2 separate regions of the Ovis aries genome follow, and region 2 is linked to region 1. The links are chromatin contacts, called in public Hi-C maps. All regions are on one chromosome and are shown on one strand. The core of a region is the stretch at or near the end of the contact, and the rest is flanking DNA. Distances in the headings are between cores, read along the strand shown.

Region 1 (6,521 bases), core at 1,303-3,802:
TTTCAGGAAAGTGAGCAGGTGCCTCACCTTGCCCTCAGGGCCACCCCATAGCTGGGCCAGGGTCACCTTCCCCACCAGGCCCTGGAGGCTGGCTCAGGATTCTTCTGGGGGCCAAGAACATATTTTAATTTCTCCTAAAATCAGAAGGAAACATGAGCACAGTGTCCCTCGATTTCCGGAGTGGGGAAGCGGCTCCAGGAGCCCCTGTGGAGCCCTGATCCAGTGCATCCAGGGGACACCTGGGCTCCACAGCCGCGGGTTTCAAGTCCTCAGATTCGCCCACCTGCGGCTCGAACCAGCCACGGTCAGTTGAATCTGTGGACATGAAACCTGTGGCCACGGGGGGCTGACTGTCTCAGTGCTGAGGGTATAGTGAGTCCAGACTGCCTCTCATGCACTTTTATGCCTCCAGCCGTGAAACATCTTCACTCACGTTGTCTGATGGAGAAAGACAGCCTCCACCTGGGGCTTCCCAGGTGGCACTGGTGGTAAAGAACCCGCCCGGCAATGCAGAAAACGTAAGAGATGCAGGTTCAGTCCCTGGGTGGGGGAGATCCCCTGGAGGAGGGCATGGCCACCCACTCCAGCAATTCTCGCCTGGAGAATCCCCGTGGACTGAGGAGCCTGCCAGGCCTCCATGGGGTCGCAGGATCGGACAGGACTGTGATGGCTTAGCACACACGTGAGGCCAGAAGCGAGGAGAACTCCATTCCACTCCATAGACATCTTGGGGTGTCTGCCCTGAGGCAGGTGCTGTCCTTGGCCCCGGCGGGGACAGAGCCGTGGGCCAAGGACACACACACCGACTGTGAGTGCAGGAGCTGTGCCCCCACCCCGGGCCTTGTGCTCAGCCCTGCACAGAGAGTGACGGGTGGGGGTAGACAGAGAGAAGGTGCTGGAAGGCCCAGAAGCAGCTGTCCCCAGCAGCCACCTCCCTCCACAGCAGGCTGTCTGTCTCCATTTCCATGGTCGGCCGAGCAGGGGGACAGTCAGCGACATCTAACCACCCCTGTGGCTCTCGTTTCCTCCCTGAAATGGGAGGAGACGGTGCTGCAAAGCTTTCTTGTTTCGTGTGCCCTGCCTTCAGATCTCGCCTTTGGCAGCTTGTCCCCATCCCGGAGGACCCTCCCCGGCAGGTACTGGTGTCTCCTCAGACCTGGGCCCCGGCTGGGTCCCCAAGTCCTTGGAGTGTCCCAGCTGTCCTGCACCCCTGCATTAGCAGACCGGCTCTGATAACCACTTGCTGGCTGTATCTTGACAGCGACCTGAGGAGATAACCTGCTTCCTCCCATTTTATCGTCAGCGACAGCATTTTATCATCAGTGACAGCAAGCAGGTGAGACCCAGGGCTGTGGGAGCTCCTGGCTAGACTCAGGGCCGCTGTTCAGGGAGCACCCCCTCCCTTCTCTGGGCTGCACCTTCTTAAGCTGTAAGAGCTTGTGGCTCAGCTGGTAAAGAATCCACCTGCAATGTGGGAGACCTGGGTTCGATCCCTGGGTTGGGAAGATCCCCTGGAGAAGGGAATGGCTACCCACTGCAGTATTCTGGCCTGGAGAACTCCATGGACTGTATAGGCCATGGGGTCGCAAAGAGTTGGACACGACTGAGCAGCTTTCACTTTCAGATCAGTCTAAGCTCTTTGCCCAGCTCTGACAGCCTGGAATTTCATTCTACGTAAAATAAAGAAGGATAAACCTATAGAGGGGAAAACCCAAATCAAAACACACACCCACCCCCCACCCCAGCTGAGGAGAGATGATTCCAGATTAATCAGGCTTTTTGTTGTTGTAAGTGGTAAATGTCAAAGGCTTTGCAATGCCAGGACTGGAGCAAACTTTCTGCAATCTATCAAGTTTCCACAGGATGTATATACATAATAGGATGTATTTGTACAGAAAGAGGCTTGGCATAAGGAACTGGCTCATGTGATAATGGAGGCTGACGAGTCCTGGGACCTGCAGTGGGTGAGCTGGAGACCCAGGAGAGCTGACGGCCTGACTCCTAAAGGCAGGCAGATGGCAGACTCAGGAAGAGCTGGTGCCCACTCCAAAAGAGAAAAAGCCAGTGTCTCAGATCAAGGCCACTGGGGAGGAGGAATCCTCTCTAACTTATGGGAGGGTCAACCTTTTTGTTCTATTCAGGCCTTGAGCTGATTGGATGGGGCCCATCTGCTTTTCTCAGTCTACCCAGTAAATGTTAATTTCATCTAAAAAAAAAAAAACCACCCTCACAGACACACTCAGAACTGTATGGTGACCAAATAGCTTGGCCCCACGGCTCAGCCAAATCGACCCATAGAATTACCCATCACACCTCTTCCAGGCAAGATTTTAGCAGACGTGGGAGCTGAAGAGTTTTCTCCCATGGCTGGGACTCCAGGGGCAGAGATGAAAGCAGAGACGCTCACTGCCCAACTCGATGACGGGCATGCACATCTTCCTCGTGGCCACAAGGTGGCGCCCATGGACGCAATTCCCTGGATGGAGCTGTGACTAACCTTCATCGGCCGGAAGGGGGCCCCAGCTGGGGGCTGAGGATGGGTTTTGCTCTCTGACTGTAACGCAGGGACTCTGAGCAGGGGTGCAGACCAGCCTGGCAAAACGGAAGGAGCACGACTCGGCAGCCCGACAATTCCGTGGGAATCTGGATGCTTCTACAGGAGCAGCTGGGAGGGTCCTACTTTCTGGAGCTAGGCACTCGCCTCTCTTAGGTTCCCAGAAAGAGCCCAGAGACTCCCCTGCCCTTGTGTCTCACTTTGACACAGGGCGTTTGGGGCTGGTGCACAGAGGCTCAGTAATTTGGATACCCCAGGGCTCATAACTGGCTCTCTGTCGCTGTCAAAACAGGCCCTGGTGACCGACCGCACTCTTAAACCCAAAGGCAAGGTCGGAGTGGGAAAGTGGTTGCTTCTATTTGAAGGAAGAGAAAGGGCAGGTCATAGGCAGCACTCAGCAGGGGTAGAATTTTAAAGGGACCAGCCTCCGATTTTCTCCTGGAAGACCCCAGGAGCCCGGCTGTCACTTGCTGCCAGCTGGCTGGCACTGTTTTGCTGTCCTGGGCACAGACACAACAAACGCAGGGTATGTCCCCGGGCTCGAAACTTGGGCCGTGGGTGCCAGCAGCCCCCACCTTGTGATCTGGGTAAAAGGAAAGCAGAAGTGTTAAGTTGCTCGGCTGTGGCCAACTCTGCAGCCCCATGGACTGCAGCCCACTAGGCTCCTTTGTCCATGGGATTTCCCAGGCAAGAATGCTGGAGTAGGTTGCCATTTCCTTCTCCAGCGGAACTTCCCAATCCAGGCACCCAACCGGGGTCTCCTGCATTACAAGCAGATACTTTACTGAGTGAGCCACCAGGGAAGTCCAGGTAAAAGGAGGAGATTCCCAGTGAAAGAACCAGCATTACTTTCCTTGTAGTGAAAACAACCCACCTAAAGCCCTAACTAAAAAACAACAATAAACCTTACTATAAAACAGAGACATGGAAGAGCATAGTCGAATCCGCAACTCGGTGGAAAGACCGCCCCACGCCGCCCATAACCTGGGCTGCATCCCCAGAAGGAACCATCACTTGGCTATGTGCATCTCTAGGTAATACTGTTTGGTCTTGCTTGTTAAGTGAAAATCTCTTTAATTTATGGGACTCCCCCACTTCCATTCCTTTCTTCCCCGCACAATTTATTTGTTGAAGAACCCGAACCTCGTTTCCCGTAGTGCAGTTCAGCTGTTGCCCATCTTCTATACTTCCTACAAATCAGCAGCCAGACCCAGAGCCTGGCTTGGGCTTAAGAACTCACAGGGCTGCAGTTCTCCAGATGACCAGAATATGCAGTTGTCCTTCTGTGACCTTAGCAGCTGAGCACCGAAGAACTGATGCTTTTGAACTGTGGTATTGGAGAAGACTCTTGAGTGTCCCTTGGACTGCAGGGAGATCCAACCAGTCCATCCTAAAAGAAATCAGTCCTGAATATTCATTGGAAGGACTGATGCTGAAGCTGAAACTCCAATACTTTGGCCACCTGATGTGAAGAACTGACTCATTGGAAAAGACCCTGATGCTGGGAAAGATTGAAGGCAGAAGGGGATGACAGAGGATGAGACAGTTGGATGGCATTGCTGACTCAGTGGACGAGTTTGAGTAAACTTCAGGAGCTGGTGATGGACAGGGAGGCCTGGCGTGCTGCAGTTCATGAGGTCGCAGTCAGACATGACTGAGTGACTGAACGGAACTGAGTAACTGAAGATGCTGAACGCTTATATCTGTTCACTCATGCAAAATGGCAGTTATTCCTTTAATTAATTAGCTTGCTTACTTTCATGGGTACTGCTCTCCAGCTTCTGTCCATTTAGGAAAGGCAGGATAAAGTCACCTTGTTTACTTACGAGCTTTCAAAATTGGTTCCTTATTGTCCTCCAAAGGGGATCAGTTCTATATGAAAATTACTTAGAATTATGAATTCATGGATTTTAACAGTCAGGGGGTTGGAAGTTGATTGCAATCTAAAGTGCTCCATTCTATTTATTTGGCTGCACCAGGTCTTAGTTGTGACATGCAGGACCGTTGTTATTAGGTGACATGCAGGACTGTTATTAGGTGCGGCATAGGGACTTAGTTGCAGCACGTGGGATCTAATTCCCTGACCAAGAATGGAACCCGGGCCCCTTGTGTTGGGAGCACAGAGTCTCAGTCAACAGACCACCAGGGAAGTCCCCCAAGGTGTTTCATTCTTGACCAATGAAAGCCTCAAGTCAGCTTCCGAGCCCTTGTGCTATGACCCTTGTGTCTTTGATCACTTCTTTCCTCTTTGATGAGATAACATTTCCCCGGCTCGATCTTGTAAATTTCCTGTACCAGACCTAGAATCAGCCATTTCTCCAAGAATGGCTTCTTCAGCGAGGAAAGGTATTGAAAGACCATAATCCAGGTGCTAAGTTGATCAATAAATTTTATAACCAAAGCTTGTTTATTATTCCCACTGTCCGAAAGTACAGTGGTCCTATGAAACCCTTCCTAAGTCAAAATAGCATTAAGGGAAGAAGCAATTACCTTAGGGTATGCTCTGGTAACCGGTTCAAAGAATAAACTGCGATAAAGCACAGACACGGAGACAGGGTTCACAGCTGCGGCGGCTGCGTGTTGAGATGCCAAGTGTGGTTTCTGGGAAGGAGCCTGGGGGGCCCTCCCTCACTACTCAGGAGCACTCCCTCTGTAACGAAACCAACACTGAACGCTGTTCTCACTCTGCCTTTCACACAAGCAAAAATCCTCTTCGGATTTCTGTTACTGAAAATGGGTGCTAATGTAGGTCTTTCATAAAAGGAAAATGGTGTAAGGTGCATTTTGGAAAAGCAGGGGATACGTGTGTGTGTGGGCACCCGGGCGTGCTCAGTCACTTCAGTCATGTCCAACTCCATGGCTCCATGGACTTGGAGCCCGGCAGCCTCTTCTGTCCATGAGATTCTCCAGGAAAGAATCTTGGGAGTGGGTTGCCATGCCCTCCTCTAGGGGATCTTCCCAACCCAGGTCTCCCGCACTGCGGGCGGATTCCTTACCACTGAGTCATTGAGGAAGAACCTGGAGTGTGTGTGCACATTATATATCCATGTTATACATGTATTCACACATATGTAACATCAATGCAGATCAATACATGCTAACGACTTGCTGGCCTGATACAAAGACCCACCGCCCACTGTTGATGCCCGTTTCCCAGAGGCTCTGAGGACAGGGACGGGCGGCAGGGGACAGGTGCTGCCGACCCCATCTGCTTTTCCTGTTGCTGCAGCCGCCACCAGAAGCTGCCGCTACATTAGTGGCTTGTAAAGTGGGCCCAGGAGACAGCAGAGCAGGAAGGAATCCGTGGCAAAAGTCTTCCCTCCCCTCGGGGACAAGCTGGCCGAGTCAGCAGTACTCCACTTGGTGCTGCTAACTGGAGCCTGTCTTGAATGCCGGGGGGAGGGGGAAGGCAGGCTCACAACCTAGGCCGGGCTGCGGGCGTGTGGGCCACCTGCAGGCCTTACCTGCTCCCGCCCTGAGGCCTGGGCAATCTGTGTGGGCACTCCCACTGAGAGCAGGCCTCCCGCAGGGTCAAACGCAGGAGCTGGGGACCAGGCCGCCCAGGCTTCTGAAGGCCCCTGGCCACCTGATGAAGGGACCCATTTTGTTACTAAAGAAATCTCCCAGTTTCTTCCAAAGCCTTTTTAAACTTCATCACAGATGATAAGTGAAAATGCAAAGTATCATATGTGTCTTCTTGCCTGTCAACTACATAAACATTTTTGTACAATGAAAAATACTGGTTTGATAGTCCATGTGAAACTATCGGCATGTTCAGTTTGCACCACGTGTAATGTAGACAGGATCCACCTGATCGTGTGTTCTGGGGAGCGTTCTTTAGCTAACAGTTTTAATCTAGTATATATGTAAAAGAGAAACATGGTATCGGGTGTCCAGCCTGAGTCCTGTTTGACTTCCTGGAGTTTGAAGAAAACTGCAGCCTGTTCCCCATGGCGGGGCAGGGCGG
Region 2 (6,521 bases), core at 2,797-5,296, 89 kb after region 1:
CCGACTCTTTGCGACCCCATGGCCTGCAGCATACCAGGCCTCCCTGTCCATCACCAACTCCTGGAGTTTACCCAGACTCATATCCATCGAGTCGGTGATGCCATTCAACCATCTCATCCTCTGTCGTCCCCTTCTCCTCCTGACTTCAATCTTTCCCAGCATCGGGGTGTTTTCAAATGAGTCAGCTCTTTGCATCAGGTGGCCAAAGTATTGGAGTTTCAGCTTCAACATCAGTCCTTCCAATGAACACTCAGGGCTGATCTCCTTTAGGAAATGAAGACCCAGTGCAGCCGAAAAGAAATTAATTAAAAAACTAAAAAGATAGAAAAAAGTAAAATTGGGATATGGTTGATTTACAATTGTAAGTTGTATTAATCACTGCTGTACAGCGAAGTGATTTAGTTATATTTACATTCTTTTTTAAATATTTGTTTTCCGTATGGTTTATCACAGGATATTGAATACAGTTCTCTGTGCTATGCAGTAGAATCTTATTCATCCGTTCTATATATAAAAGCTTGCGTCTGCTAACCTCAGCCTCCCGCTCCGTCCTCCCTCAACCTGCTTCCCCTTGGCAGCCACCAGTGTGTTCTCTATGTCCGTGATTCTGTTTCTTTTTTTGAGATTAATGATTGGCGCGGGCTCTCCTTGCTGCACTGCCTGCAGGCCGGCTCTCGTTGCGGTTCGCGGGGGCTATTCTTTGTTGCAATGCACCAGCTTCTCACTGTGGTGGCTTCTCTGTTGCAGAGCACGGGCTCTAGGCGTGGGGGCTCCCAGTAGTTCCAGCTCACGGGCTTAGCTGCCCCATGGCGTCTTCCCAGACCAGGGATTGAACCCGTGTCCCCTGCATTGGCAAGCAGATTCTTAACCACTGGGCCACCAGGGAAGCCCTCTTTCTTGTTTCATAGATATGTTCATTTGTGTCGTATTTTAGATTCCACATTGATATCATATGGTCTTTGTCTTTCTCTTTCTGACCTACTTCACTTAGTATGATAATCTCTCAGTTCAGTTCAGTTCATTTCAGTCACTCAGTCATGTCTGACTCTGCGACCCCGTGAATCACAGCACGCCAGGCCTCCCTGTCCATCACCAACTCCCGGAGTTCACTCAGGTTCATGTCCATCAAGTCAGTGATGCCATCCAGCCATCTCATCCTCTGTCGTCCCCTTCTCCTCCTGCCCCCAATCCCTCCCAGCATCAGAGTCTTTTCCAATGAGTCAACTCTTTGCATGAAAGCTCTAGTTGCAACCAAAAAATCAACTTCTGATTTGCCCTACAGGGGCCTCTCCCCTTGCCTACAAGATTGTAATAAAACTTTAACAGATACTTGTAACTAAATTGTTTTAAGTCTTCTTTCTCTCATCTAAAAAAAAAAAAAGTTAGGGACTTTCCCGGTGGTCCAGTGGCTAAGACTCTGTGCTTCCAATGCAGGGGGCCCGGATTTGAAGATCCCTGATCAGGAAGCTAGGTCTCATGTTCCTCGACTGAAGATCCTGCATGCTGCAACTAAGACCTGGCGCAGGCCAACAATAAATAAAATAAATAAGTACTTAAAAATTAGAATGCATAGATTACTTAATGTGGTTGACCTGCTTGTGTCAAGTTATGCTAAGAGGCTACTGTAAATGTAGGAAAAATCAGCAAGAGGTTCAAAGAAAGCTCAGCCAAAGAAATAGCAAGACAACTATAGGGGAACATTAAAAACTAAGAGTGGTTTTGCACATGCGCAATAGTGTAACCTCTGAATGGTGAAAACAGAGATGATATAAGATGCTTGTGCTGGGAGCAAGGGCAGAGGGGAGGCGGTGAGAGCCCAGCCTGAATCCACCAGGAAGAAAGGCAACAGGCCAGGATGAAGAAGGTGAGTCAAAAAGAGCAGCATACCCGTTATTCCGAAACAGGGAGAGAAAGGACTTCCCTGGTGGTCCAGTGGTTAGGACTCGGCACTCCCAGTACAGGGGGCTGGGTTCAAACCCCGGACAGGGAACTAGATCCATGTGCTGCAGCCAAGACCCCGAGCAGCCAAGTAAATAAATACATGTTTAAACAATAATAAGATAATTTTTGCAATATGCCAGGTACTGGATAAATATTAAAAAAAAAAACACAACAGGAAGGAACAGGCAGATGAGGGAATTCCTTGGTAGTACAGTGGTTAGGACTCCACACTTTCACTGCAAAGGGTGTGAGTTCATCCCTGGTGGGAGAACCAAAATGCCACAAGTCACGAGATGTGGTGAAAAAAAGAAACAGGGAGATAAGTGAACTTGGAAGGAAAATCACTGCAGATGGTGACTGCAGCCATGAAATTAAAAGATGCTTACTCCTTGGAAGGAAAGTTATGACCAACCTAGACAGCATATTAAAAAGCAGAGACGTTACTTTGCCAACAAATGTCCGTCTAGTCAAGGCTATCTGTGGGTTTTCCTTTGGTCATGTATGGATGTGAGAGTTGCACTGTGAAGAAAGCTGAGCACCGAGGAATTGATGCTTTTGAACATTTTGAATTGATGCTTTTAGTGTTGGAGAAGACTCTTGAGAGTCCCTTGGACTGCAAGGAGATCCAACCAGTCCATCCTAAAGGAGACTAGTCCTGGGTGTTCATTGGAAGGACTGATGCTGAGGCTGAAACTCGAATACTTTGGCCACCTCATGCGAAGAGCTGACTCATTAGAAAAGACCCTGATGCTGGGAGGGACTGGGGGCAAGAGGAGAAGGGGACGACAGAGGATGAGATGGCTGGATGGCATCACCGACTTGATGCACATGAGTTTGGGTGAACTCTGGGAGTTGGTGATGCACAGGGAGGCCTGGTGTGCTGCGATTCATTGGGTCGCAAAGAGTTGGACACGACTGAGCGACTGAACTGAACTGAACTGAAGTGAAGCCGAGTGGAGAGGGCTGTGGGAAGCAGGCAACTGCTGTTCAGTGCCAGCATTTCCATCCTATGAATTTTTAAACTAGTGCTTTATTGAGCACACACACACACAAAACTGAACTAAAAACAAACACCCAGCAGTGCTGATATAAATCTAACATGACCAGAGGAAGTGAGGCCTTTGTTTCATTTTGACTTCTTAATATCTTCTTTTTCTTTCTCCCTATTAACTTACAAAGAGGTAATCAACTCTCAAGTAATTGGGAACAAAGACAGCACAATAGTGAAGGGGATTTTTGGAAGCTTTGCCCATAGCTCATTACCGTAATTCGTCATGACAGAAAGTGACAACCTAATAAAGTTTGCAAGTAGCCACAAATGTTGGAAATTTGACTCAGAGGGGACAGCCCGCACAGGTGGAATTCTAAAGGAATTCTGTCCCATAAGCAGGCAGCTTACGTAGCTGCTGATGGAAGTCAGTTATGAAAAGCCCACATCCTTGGATGAACCTATAGCCTGTTACACAGAGTGAAGCGAGTCAGAAAGAGAAGAACATTGTACCTTAACACATATATGAGGAATCTAGAAAAATGGTATTAAGTGGTATTCTATTCTCAGGGAAAGAACAGAGTCAGATAAAGAAAACAGACTGGTGGACATAATAGGGGGAAAGAAGTGGGACAAAGGGAGAAAGTGGCATCGATATACATACACTGCTGCTGCTGCTGCTGCTAAGTCGCTTCAGTCGTGTCCGGCTCGGTGCGACCCCATAGACGGCAGCCCACCAGACTCCCCCGTCCCTGGGATTCTCCAGGCAAGAGCACTGGAGTGGGGTGCCATGCCCTCCTCCAGGGGATCTTCCCAACCTAGGGATCAAACTCGTGAGAGGATCTCTCACGCCTCCTGTATCAGCAGGCACGTTCTTTACCACTTTTGCCAACTGGCAATTATGGCTGATTTGCGTTGTTGTAAGGAAGAAATCAACACAACATTGTAAGGCAATTTTCCTCTAATTAAAAGATAAATTTTAAAAGACCCCACATCTTGGTTTTGTTAACAAGGAATTTGTTGTTGAAAGAAAACAGTAGTCCTTTTTTAACTCGATACAGTAATCTCAATGTCCAACTGCCGGAGGCTGCCGACCTAAAGCGGCGTTGTGTAACCATCACCCAACTGCACAGCTGACAGGCAGAAGGGACACGTGAGCTTCCAATGACTTTCTCAGCTCCACTTGAATTAAATTTGCAATAAAGACCTCCTTTTCTGCTGTAGCTGCAAAACTGATTGGAAAAAAAAAGTCAGAATGACTAATTGTTTTCAACGTATTCATTATGTGTATCCACGGACAACCACAACCAGCCTGTACGCTTGTAACTATCATAAAGGGACGTGCTTTTTCTAGTTTTCCGGATGGTCAAGTGAAAGTGTGTGTGAAAGTGTTCGTCCCTCGGTCGTGTCTGACTCTTTGCGACCTCGAGGGCTGTAGCCTGCCAGGCTTCTCTGTCCTTTGAATTCTCCAGGCAAGAATATTGGAGTGGGTAGCCATTCCCTTCTCCAAGGGGAATCTTCCAATCCAGGGATCAAACCCAGGTCTTTGGCGTTGCAGGTAAATTCTTTACCATCTGAGCCATTTGAATTGAATGATTTAAATGACACACTTCTACACTTTGGTCAAGAGACAAGCACACCGTTCCTATGAGGTGGAAACAGGCAAAAAAACAATCACAGAGCACTCGAGCTATGGTGGAAGCTGCACAAGTGACCTGGGACCAGGACCCTTGCTGATGAGACGTGCAGGCATTCAGGTAGCCTCTGACTTCGTCTACAAGGGGAAGGGCAAAGGGTGTTCATTTGCAAAGAAGGTCATTTGTCCCAGGAACTTTACTCAACACATCTAAACATTTTTCCATGTCACTCATCTCAGGACACCAAAGTTCAAGTTCAACAGAGCCAAGAGCGAAAGACTCCTCTAACTGCCAAGGCAAAGATAACTCTCCCTGATCTGGGATCAGCTTAATGGGCAAATTTGTTAGTACGAGAGCAAGAAAGACGTCTAAAATCAACTACTTTATTGGGTGCAGGGGAGCAGGAAAGGTCTCTAAAAAATGAAAAGGGAACGTGTGAGCTACTGATACTCATCAGAGTAAAAGCCAAAGTCTCACAATTTCCTGCAAGATCCTGCAAGACCTGGTCCCCAGCTCCCTGCAGTCCTGCTCATAAACCCTTCTTGCCCACCGTCCATTGTACTGGTGGCTTTCGCTGCTTCCACACTGGCTGTTCCTCTGCCTGGGATGTTCTTCCAGGGTGTCCCGTGATCCACTCACTTCTTTTCGGATTTTGTTAAAGATTAAAGATTCAGGCCCTTCCTGAACACCCTAACTAAAATTGCAGGGACCTCCCTAGTGGTCCTGTGGTTAAGACTCCTTCCTTCCACTGCAGGGGCCATGCATTCAGTCCCTGGCCGGGGAACTAAGATCCAACAGGCTGAGCAGTGTGGGGATGGGTGGGGAATAAATAAAAAACAATAAGTGAAATTGCAAACCTCACCCTCCACTCCTTCCTAGCCCGGATTTCTCCCCATCCCCCACGCCCCCTTCACAATCACGTGACCCCAGGACTCTAATGATTTCACTATCTCCCCTGCACTAGAATGTCAGCTCCGCGAAGATGAGTTACCTCGGTCTTGCTTTCTGTCCTGGCCTCACTCAGCCAGCAGTGAGTGTTCCATATTTGTTCAATCCATCAGAAAACTGTCACCAGGTTCATAAACCAGAGAACGTGTAGTACTCTACTTAAAATTACACTTTCAGAGTTGTAACTTTTTTTTTCCAGATCAACATCATTTTTCCAGCAGATATTAATCAGCCATCTGAATCACACGGGCTCTGTACAAACTTCTTTTGGCCTTGATTTGTACCCTTCAGTGTCAAATATGAGCAATGTTCTGGCCAGAGATACTTCTGAACCCTTAACACCCTATCTGGGACTTCAAATTCTGGTATGTGTTGCACTGGATTCCTCATCAAAGAAAATCTTTCATGCTGAGTAGAACCACCTGTTGTCACTGGGAATGACTCTGGCCAGAAAGCCTCATTGCGATGTGCTCTAATCCCCAAGCGCCAAGTGTTCAGCTGGCCTGTGACATGATGAATGCTTCCCGGGGACTCTGTGCAGCTGGGACACCCTGGCAGATTTCTAAGAAAGAGCCTAACCATGCAGGTTAATTCTTCTGCATAACTTTCTGATGAAATAAAATCTTGACTAAATTCCAAAAAAAGAAAAAAGAAAAAAAAATCACCAACCCCCAAAATAAAGTAAATAAATAAATGAAACAAAGAAACTCCCACAAAATAAAAAAACCCTCTATACCGAATTACAAAAGAGAGCACAGTCTGGTGTATGATATCACCCTCTAGTGGACAAAGAAAGAAGCTCAAAATCTTGACTTGATTGAACTACTCTTTAGCTCATTTTTTATTGTTTTCTGCTATAGTCCTTTGACTTCCCGGGTGGCTCAGACGGTAAAGCATCTGTCTACGATGCGGGAGACCTGGGTTCGATCCCTGGGTTGGGAAGATCCCTTGGAGAAGGAAATGGCAATCCACTCCAGTACTCTTGCCTAGAAAATCCCATGGACAGA

What was found. A called contact is a pair of places that touch in the nucleus more often than the background predicts.
Region 2: a Hi-C map of hypothalamus shows a contact between it and region 1, with 7 times the contacts expected there. The contact joins two enhancer-like sites. A contact is called at or near these places in 10 of 16 Hi-C or Micro-C datasets (blood, hypothalamus, mesenteric adipose tissue and 5 more).

What each region holds. Positions count from the first base shown.
Region 1 is chr11:54,040,464-54,046,984 of ARS-UI_Ramb_v3.0, forward strand. No RefSeq gene overlaps it. Among named protein-coding and RNA genes, the nearest start is that of SEPTIN9, 27 kb to the left of the region's middle. Within about 2 kb of position 2,553, at least 12 of the 54 cell types and tissues checked have an H3K27ac peak or open chromatin away from gene starts, as enhancers often do. A contact at or near this core is called in hypothalamus, where this site is marked.
Region 2 is chr11:54,127,810-54,134,330 of ARS-UI_Ramb_v3.0, forward strand. No RefSeq gene overlaps it. Among named protein-coding and RNA genes, the nearest start is that of SEC14L1, 36 kb to the left of the region's middle. Within about 2 kb of position 4,047, at least 4 of the 54 cell types and tissues checked have an H3K27ac peak or open chromatin away from gene starts, as enhancers often do. A contact at or near this core is called in hypothalamus, where this site is marked.